Linked DNA regions of Mus musculus: region 2 is linked to region 1. The links are chromatin contacts, called in public Hi-C maps. All regions are on one chromosome and are shown on one strand. The core of a region is the stretch at or near the end of the contact, and the rest is flanking DNA. Distances in the headings are between cores, read along the strand shown.

Region 1 (4,870 bases), core at 633-3,132:
AGAAAAAAATGTGTCCCTGTGAGTGTGGGCTTTAAGACCCTCATCCTAGCTGCCTGAAAGCAGTCTTCTCCTGCTTGCCTTCGGAACAAGATGTTGGGCTCTCAGTTCCTCCTGTGCCGTGCTTGCCTGGATGTTGTCATGTTCCCACCTTGATGATAATGGACTGAACCTCCAAACCTGTAAGCCAGCCCGAATTAAATGTCCTTGTTAAGATTTGCCTCGGTCATGGTATCTGTTCACAGCAGTAAAGCCCTAACTAAAACAATTAGCAATGTCTGTCATGGGTGTGAGAATGATTGTACCTAATGCACACCAAGTATTTGTCACCCTGAATCTTCTTGCTTTTAACTGCTCTTCACAGAGGGGCATCAGATGACTCTTCACATCATCTCACTAGTCTTTCTCTCTTGAGCACTCAGCCAACACTAAGCGTGGAATCCTTTCTGTTTTCCTCATCACTGCCTGATGGAGATTCATTTTGCTTCCGTGGATAGACTAGAGATTTGAGGGGAACAGGGGCCAGGTTGCCTGGCATGGCACTGTATTCACAGAGCTGAAGCTCAATCTGGATGCCAGCCCATGGATGGACCAGTCCATGGATGGGTTGACTTTCTGGAGAGGACACTTCCCTTTGAGATGCTTGTAAATAAGACAGTTCTCCCAAACTCCTGGGACTCAGAAACTTCGACTGTGATTCAGCTGCTGCTTGGGGAGTCGATGAGAACGAAGAGACGGGGGAGGCAGAGGAGGTGTGGGGAGGAGAGAACACGTTGCTTTTCGCTCTGCCCTCCAGTATGGAGACACACAAAAGCAGGAGTCAGGCAGCCAAAATGTGATTCACACAGGAAGAAATACCCCACTCCCTGTCCTTACTCTCCAGGACTGCAGACTCCCTAACACAAGGCTATCTCCACACATCCTTCATGTGTGCTCCAAAGTGAGGCTGTATCCAAGGGGGGAAAGTACCTCTCCCTCCCCCTCCCTCTTCCTTTTCTGTGCCCCCTTTATATCTGTGTGGTAGCCAGAGACTGGAACCCCTATGCCTACAGCCTAAAACCTGCTGAGGCTGGTCCTTCAAGCTAACTGTACTCACTAATGGTTGCTTTGCACTAATTGAATCCCCTATTTCAATAAGTTATTCTACCTAGAATATTCACTAAAAGGTGGATAACAAATTTCTACCTTCTACCATTTATACACATGGAGGACAGCATGCAACCCCATATTAGCTACAAGAAACCCTGAATATTTCAAAATGAACATACTCCCGAATCCGACTGAAACATTGTAGCTCAGGCCTTCGGCAGCAAAAGGAAGGGGAAAAGACTCATTATTGTAGAACAGCCATTGAAATCCCACCTGAACAAACAAACACCAGACACAGGAAATTCCCAGCATTGATTCACGCATTCAACATCCATCTTTTTACATAAACCACACAAACGAAACAGTAAGAAAATTCACCAAGTCATTTTTGAGAGGGGAGAAAAAAAATCAAAGCTTTGGTACATGTACAAAAACAGCAATTTGACTGCACAAATAAATGACAAATTTGTCTGTCTGTGTTGAAATTCAATGCAGTAAAAGAAAGGCCTTTACAGAAGATGCAGTTTGAACATCATCAAAAGCGCCTGGTGCAAAGTGGACCATTCAAACCCCCAGGACGGCACTCGCCACTAATTAGTTCTGTGAGGTCTTTTGACATCCAGTTCAAGAAATCGCTGCAAAAAATTCCAATTTATGAAACACACTTGCAGGCAACCTAAGGCAGCTATTCAGATTTCCACTGAGGAAAACGTCATGTTGTCCACCTCCTCTCCTGTGGCAATTTTCATTTCTCATCCCTCGTACAGGAACGCAGCCCACGGGAGCCGCGCGGAGAGGAGACCGCTTTGCGCTGAAAGGGTAAGACACTAAAAATACCCGGACAATGTTCCTTCCAGGGAACCAGGAGGCGGCAGAAAATGATAAATATAAGTTTCCAAACAGCGTAAAGAGGAAAGTGAAGAACTGACGGGGTCTCCTGAGAGGGGTATTTTACTGGGATAAGCGGGATAAGTATAGCTCATTAGAGAGAAGCACTACGGCTCCTCACACATTGGACAAATGTGGGGAGAAAAATCTCCTCAAGAAATTTTTGTTTTCAAGCTCCATAAAACTGTTGGGAGGGGCTAGGCAGGGGAAGGTCGTTGTGAAGTGCATCTGGATTGGAGGAACGGTTGGCTCTTCATTTTTAGTACTGGTGATTAAACTGAACAAATCTTTGTGCGGTTTTACATTCCACTTTAGGACTGATGATTAAATTGCACAAATCTTTGTAAGATCTTATATTCGTTTTTAGGGTCGGTGATTAAATTGAACAAATCTTTGTATATTCTCCCATTCGTTTTAGGAGGGAAGGTTACATGGAACAAATCTTTATAAGATGACTACTGATAAGAAATGAAACAACTCACGGGCATTCCAAAGGTTAACACACAGAGACACAAAGACACACACACACACACACACACACACACACATACACACACACACACACACACACACACACACACACACACACACACACACACTAACAGTTTGAGACATTAGGCTACCTGAACTTCAGTGCCCCACTGATGAGAATTTGAAAATACATGGTATATTTCTGACTTTGTTCCTTTCTTGGTCTTGCCATGGGATAGGTTTCTCACTTGGAAACACTTATGAGCTGTTTCTCAGCAGCCTCCAATTCAAAGGGCCTCAAACAGGCAGAATTTTCTTGGCAAGTTATACAAGAAAGTTCTTTTAAAAGGTGAACAAAATCCTAAACTAGACGAAAGCCACTGCTCAGAAGTTTCTGCTTACCTGGAAGACTCCACAAGCCAGAAACTTCCAGAGTTCTTAGTTTCTTCTCCAGCTCTGCCACTCGATTCCCTAGGATCCTAGAAAAGGTACGAAAATAATAAGAGGAGATGACGTCACTTGTCAGTGCTTGCACCAAGGTGGTGGGTAATAGGAAAGTCAATAGACTTAGGATCTAAAAAGGGCACGCAGGTACACATGTGCACACAACACACACTTCATGGGAAGTCCATGTGGAAATAGAAAGTACCACAAAGCACGCACGCACACATTATTCAGTTGCGTTCTGTTCTGCAAGGCAATTCCCTGGAGGTTAAACAATTTTTCCACCACTGCCCAAAACATCATAAGGAATTTCCATTCGAGAACTGCTCACTGCTAAAGATGCCAATTGATTCTGAATGCCCTTAGGAGCATCAGATCGTCTTTGAGAGCATGTTTGATTTTTGGAACCAATAGGTAAGATATAGATAGACACACTTGGAAATGTTTCTTCTGAGGCAATGAAATAATAAGATCAGCGTTCACAGCCCCACACTAGGTCTTACTGATGTGCATGCCCTGGATATCAAGAACAATGCCTGGCACAGTGTAGGTGACCGATAAGTATGTGTACTTAAACATGTGCTTTTTCTTTCTTCATAATCTGTAATCATCTATGGAAAAGGTAAAGAATAAGAATTTCACAAGCGTTTTCTTCCCCCCCTAACATAACTAATTATTTGGGAATTTTGTACAGTGCACGTCATCACACATGCTTTTCATTTTCTCCCAGTGGGACTGTGTCATAGTTCTGCAGGTAAAGGCATTTGATGGCAAGCTCAGCAACCCAAGTTCGATTCTCAGCACCCACGTGGTGGAAGGAGAGAACTGACTCTGGCAAGACTTCCTCTGACCTTTATACAGCATTCTGACTCGCTGAGATATCTAAGTTCTGAAACACACACTGGAAAAGATCAGACTGTGTGCGTGGAAGGCAGGCTTTGTACACATGCATAGGTAAACATCTGCTCCTTTGCTCCAGACTTTAAACATAGTGGAGAAGTGATTGACAGCCATCCAAAACCTTGCTTTCCAGTGGTCTGGAAATGGAAACCAGCCTTTATTTTTATTTGGGAGATTTTCTTGGCACTGCTGTGCTGAAAGAGACATGAAAATCTCCTTAATAGCAAATTCTCCATTCCTTTCAGTGGGATAAATTAGAGCAGCAGAATTATTCTCCTACGTCTCTTTCTATTCCAGAGATAGCTGCACACACCCACATATATTCAGGGCCATGAATATGCATATATAGATGCACATATATACAGTTCAGTTCATCCTGATTTTACCTGAATCGACCTGCAGTATCTTAATCATCCCTTGGAGTTCACAGGGAAACTCTGCCGTTGCTCCCCATGGTTTGGTTCATCTAGTTACTAGAGCTCATCTTTCCCTCATTTCCGTAGGTCTCACAGTCTGCAGGGTGCTCACTAACTACTTCAGATCTCGCTCCATCTCTTGGGTCTGTTTTGCTTTCACACCCGTGACCCTTCCATAGACACCACTGTTAACCAGCCTTTCAGTATTTTGCCCAGGCCTTCTGATGCCAGCTCCCTTCCTCACAGCTGATGGGTCTGACGTGTAGTCACCACTGGGCTCAAGCTCATGAGGTCAGATTACATGTCTGCAGCTGCCTCTTAGGACCACCTTCCACATTCTACTTGCAGGGATCCTGTTTGAGTTCATCTGTAGAAGCTCTGTTCATTGCTCTGATACCAGCACCTGATGCAGGGCTGGAGGTAATAAAGGGATCCAGAAGTTGCAGGTGTGGCAAGAGCAGTGACAGAACCATCAATAATAGTGTCTGGACTGTGGTGGACACAAACGACAACTGATTTTCCCTGAGTCCTCAGTATGAGGCACCAGAGATGCTAAACATTCACCCAATACAGAAGTTGGTTAGCTTGGCCGAAACTACATACAGGGTCTGTATGTGATGAGTCTGGATCTGATCCCAAGCCTGTCTCGGCCTCTGAACTTCATG
Region 2 (4,723 bases), core at 276-2,775, 120 kb after region 1:
TTCGAAAGACTCTAGTCACTCCCTGTTCCTCACGCTTGTGGGTCAGGATATCAGTTCTTGGCTACTGCTCCTATGCCTTGCCTGTCTGCCTGCCTGCCTGCCTGCCTGCCTGCCTGCCTGCCTGCCTGCCTGCCATCATGCTCCCTACCACGAGGATTGTGAATTCTAACCCTCTGGAACTGTAAAACCCCTAGAAGTCTTTCTTCTATAGGATGCCTTGGTCATGGAAAAGTAAGACATGACTCCAGTGCGTTGATGTTTAGTCCCCAAGATGGAATTCCTACTCATAGTCTCACTGTAACAGGTCCCTACACTTTTTCTTGACAGGTAAGAAATTCTCATAAGCAGTATGTAGGAAATAATCAAGAATTATTTTATAGCCAGGCATGGTGGCACACGCCTTTAATCCCAGCACTTGGGAGGCAGAGGCAGGTGAATTTCTGAGTTCAAGGTCAACCTGGTCTACAGAGTGAGCTCCAGGACAGCCATGGCTACACAGAGAAACCCTATCTCGAAAAACCAAATATATATATATATATATATATATGCACTATGGGATAATTGTTTCCAGATATTTGATAAACAGTACAGGAAAAGATTTCTTTTGACATCTACATGGTCTCAAAAAGTTCTGTGGAGTCCAGAACACACCCCGGTTCCAGGAAGATTGGCTTGTCTTTCTGAGACCTTTTGATTGCCCATTCTTTGGCACCCAGTCTCAAACTCCATCAGCTTAGGCCCCCACTTACTCAGCAGAGGGGTGGAGGGACGAGATCATTTTCACTTCCTATGCGGCCACAAGAGGGCGCACTCAGTGGACTTCTAGAACTGAGAAGGAAGCCACCGTGGGTCAGTAAAAACTGACAAAAGAAAACTTGGTTTAAAAGGTGTCGTCGGTCAACCTCCCCCTATGCCTTGCCCACCTTTTTCTTGCCATAAGATGAACGCAATCAGCGAACACTTTCAGTCTGTTCAGGCATCCTTCTTAGGATGCGAGAGATGTTGTCCTATTACAACTAGGTCTTTTGATGATGGGCATTCCCATATCCCAGGAGCTGCTCCCTACATTTTATAAGGCGAATGTCAGAGCGACGGGATTCAAGATGCCAAGAATGAGGAAAGTTAGCGCTGAGCCCTGCGCCTGGTACACAGACAATGGAGCCGGAACAAGTGTTTACCTCCGGAGATGCTGGTCTTCATTCCCGATTGTTTCTGAATAATGCCCCATCACCTCCCTTCCCCAGCGTTTGTCTAGATCTTTTCTATTCGTATTTGAATTGATCCTCGCTCACTTTTCCTTTTTTATTATTATCATTTTGCCTGGGACTTTGGATCATTATAAGATTGCGGGTAATGACAGACTGTAATTAAGCTTAACACAGATTTTTCTTTTAGGAGAGAGAAGAATCCACCAACTGAAACTCAGATTGCCTGGGCTGTAATTTGTGGCGCTGTCACAAAGGGGTCCTTTTCCGCATGGTGCGCAGCGGTGATGAGCAAGCGCTGGGCCGAGGGTGTGCGCTTCTCTCACACGCTCTGGAGCGAGCTGCAGGACTCGTAAATAGCTAAGTATAGCTTGAAGCTGATTACAGGCCCGATCCTCCTATTGTGCCTCATCACTTGTCATTGTTGAGGCGGCAATTGCCGCTCCACGTTTCTCTTTGTGGCTGGCTGCAGCCGGTTTCCAGGACAGGAGGAGCCCTGAGATGCCGAGACTGGTTCTTCCCGCCGGATGGGCGTGGCAGGTGTTGGCGATGAGATTAAGAGCAGACTCCCAGGATAGACACCTGTTGCCCCAGAATTGCTGTTTATGCACGATCTCTGTCCATGGGGGGTGACAGGAGTCTCTGAGGCCAGGCTGGCTGTGGGAACAGGAGCAGGCAGTTCGATTTCTCTGGCTTGGTTTACTCAATTGTAGAAAGGAGTTGTAATATTTAATTTCTTACTTACAAAGTACATTTGAGGACCTGTGAAATAAGTATACAGATATCCTAAAAGCAGGTATAGTCCCCTACAGACTCAAACATCCACCTTCGAATAGGTATATACCCACAATACACACTAGCCATAGAACCCACCTGTGTACCTTATTGTAATGAATTTGTTCATGCATGCATGTGGGCGTGGTTTTAGGACACAGCTGTATAGCTGACTGTAACAGTGACCACTGCCATCTTTAGGCTTTTCCTGTAAATCGGGCACCATTTTGAGCTCTTCTCCAGCACCAAAGCAAAGCTCCCAACAATAGCAGTAATAGTCCTGGAATGGGGCACTTCTTCATCTTCGGGGACCTTCCTCGTCCTGGGTGCTGTATGATTGCCTCCAGGGATCTGTCTGTACGTTCAATATCTCTACTGCAGTCACATGACAGCCTCAACTCCCTCCCTTTCCCTGATGGCAGGGAGGGTGGGAATGGTAAGAAGATGGTAGCTGTCTGGGATGAAGGATACATACTGCTGATCACCCTGACGACTGAAATGTCACACTGTACCCTCATGAAAATATGCAATTAATATATCGGTAAAAAATATATATATACTTAGAAATGTACATTCCCATGGAGGGAAAAGGGATTCAAATATCCAACTGAGAACAAGTTTCCCAAGTGTAGATGTAGTGCCTGGTGCAGTGTCTGGGGTCACAGATGCCTAGGGTCACCACGTGTCTGAGTATAGTAAAGGGGACCACTGATCCCACTAGGATGTATTGCAGTGTAAGTGGTGCTGCTGGATATGGGCAGAGGTACTGTATTTGTTACGCTCCTTTTTCTTTCCTGAGTCTGGATCGCTGGTCAGGGCTAGCCTCAAACTTGCCATGTAGCTGAGGATGACCTTGAACCTCTACATCCAAGCCCAACCCCAACTGTGTTCCATTATAGAAGGAGGTCACTGCATTCAGGTTACGCCTTGTTGGGTGTCCGCCCAGGGCCTTGGGCTTGCTCTGTGAACATTCTACGGAGTAAGTTACATCCCCGCACAGATGTTGTCAGCTGCTTTTCTTGTTGCTATGTGTAAATATAAGACCAGAAGGGAAGATTTGCTTGCCTCATATATTGAAGGCACAGTCCACCATGCTATTGAAGGCATGGCTACAGGGACAGTTTCCACCATGGCAGCAGAATCAGGAGGCTTCTTGGTAGCTAATGAGGCAGAGAGGGAACAAGAAACAGGGTGGTCTATAAGCCTCCACCCACCCAGTGGACACTCACTTCCTCTAGCTAGGCTCCACCTCCTAACTACAGCCCCATCCCCTACCCTTCACTCCCACCCCCCATTCCAGCCCTCTGCAAAACCCAAACAATCCAACACTACCAACTGACAAGTGTTTAAATGTATTAGCCTGGGATTGGGGGTGGGCATTGTCCATCCAAACCGGGACAGTGTCTCATTGCTACTTTGTATAAGATTATGAAAGATAAGACCCAAAGAATAATTCAGATTCATTTTGCATTTTGTTTGTTTATTTGGTTATTCTGAGTTGGGTCTCACTATGTAGACAGAGCAAGTCTTGAGTTACATACCCACTGCTTTGGCTCCCCAAGTGCTGGGCCAGACATACCCAGCTTCTTTGCTGTTTTTAATGTATTCAAGTTTACCCCAAATGTACTTTGGGGTTTGTACTCTATTTTATAGAACAGTGCTGGTCTAGACAGTGGGGTGTGGTAAGGGGCTTTGAGCCAAAATAGCATCCAGCTGCTATGGTCTGCACAGTTTTGGTCTCACCAGTATCTGAGCTCTCTTCCATACTGACAGTCTTGGCTGGGTACCCGATGGCTTGCGTTAAAAGAGCCTTATTCTTAGATGACTGAGTTATCTAATTTTTGTCAAAAAGAAAAAAAGAAAGAAAAAGGATACACAGAAATCAACTACATAGGATCTGGGGGTGTTGTTGCTAATATATATATTTTAAAAAAAACGATAGTCATAGAGACACATGCCTGCAATCCCAGCACTCGGGATGCTAGAACAAAGGTTGGTGAGCCCCGGGCCAGCCTGGGCTATCTAGCAAGAAACTGTCTCAAAAAACAAACAAGGGCTGGGCATGTCTCTGTGACAAAGTGTTTGTCTACACATGGAAGGATGCTATGTTTGAGTCCTGGCACTAAGAGATGGGGAGGGAACCCTTTATTCTTCCTCTCTTTTCCTGCTTGGAATGCACAAAGGCTAGGGTGGTGCAGCCTCTTTGGAGCCATGAGGTTGACAGTCATAGGAATAGATGAAGGAGACTGAGTTCTTGAGTAGCATCCTCAGGCCAACAGGGCCCATCCAGGCTCTATCATGTGAGCAGAGGGGTGGGGGGAGTGGGGGTGGGAATGTGTATGTGCCTGCATGTATGTGTAACTGGTAGTTATTCAGCCTGTCAGCTCAGTACATCTGTAGTCCCAACCTGGCAAAGGAAGCCCCAGGAGTTCCTGGAGAGCCACTGGTCCCTATTCCATCATGAAAACTTGGGGACACTGGCTCTGTTGTCAATGGAGGGCTTGGTAGCAGCTACAACTGGGCAAATGGAGCCAAAGGCAGGAAGACAAGCTTCCTTCTGAAATACCCATTTTGATCTGGGCTCCAACCCAAAGGTGCCTCCCACAGTTGGGGAGGGTCTTCCCACATCAGTCGGGACAGTTCTTCGGGTGAGGGTCTCTACGCAGGTGATTCTAACATGTGGCAAGTTGACATTAAAACTGACCAGAATGCCCCTAGAGGTGATGCGTACCCAGCAGGGACTT

The links. A called contact is a pair of places that touch in the nucleus more often than the background predicts.
Region 2: a Hi-C map of cerebral cortex shows a contact between it and region 1, with 1.7 times the contacts expected there. The contact joins two enhancer-like sites. A contact is called at or near these places in 1 of 39 promoter capture datasets (hippocampal neurons), 3 of 484 Hi-C or Micro-C datasets (cerebral cortex, embryonic stem cells and granulosa cells), 1 of 115 datasets of contacts at active chromatin or transcription factors (double positive thymocytes) and 1 of 9 other capture datasets (pancreatic islet).

The regions. Positions count from the first base shown.
Region 1 is chr5:52,389,824-52,394,693 of GRCm38.p6, forward strand. Ccdc149 (coiled-coil domain containing 149) reads right to left here. Exons shown (of 13, transcript NM_001379231.1): 10 at 2,848-2,924; 11 at 1,266-1,298. Among named protein-coding and RNA genes, the nearest start is that of Sod3, 28 kb to the left of the region's middle. Within about 2 kb of position 1,883, at least 11 of the 459 cell types and tissues checked have an H3K27ac peak or open chromatin away from gene starts, as enhancers often do. A contact at or near this core is called in cerebral cortex, where this site is marked.
Region 2 is chr5:52,514,641-52,519,363 of GRCm38.p6, forward strand. No RefSeq gene overlaps it. Among named protein-coding and RNA genes, the nearest start is that of Ccdc149, 45 kb to the left of the region's middle. Within about 2 kb of position 1,526, at least 36 of the 459 cell types and tissues checked have an H3K27ac peak or open chromatin away from gene starts, as enhancers often do. A contact at or near this core is called in cerebral cortex, where this site is marked.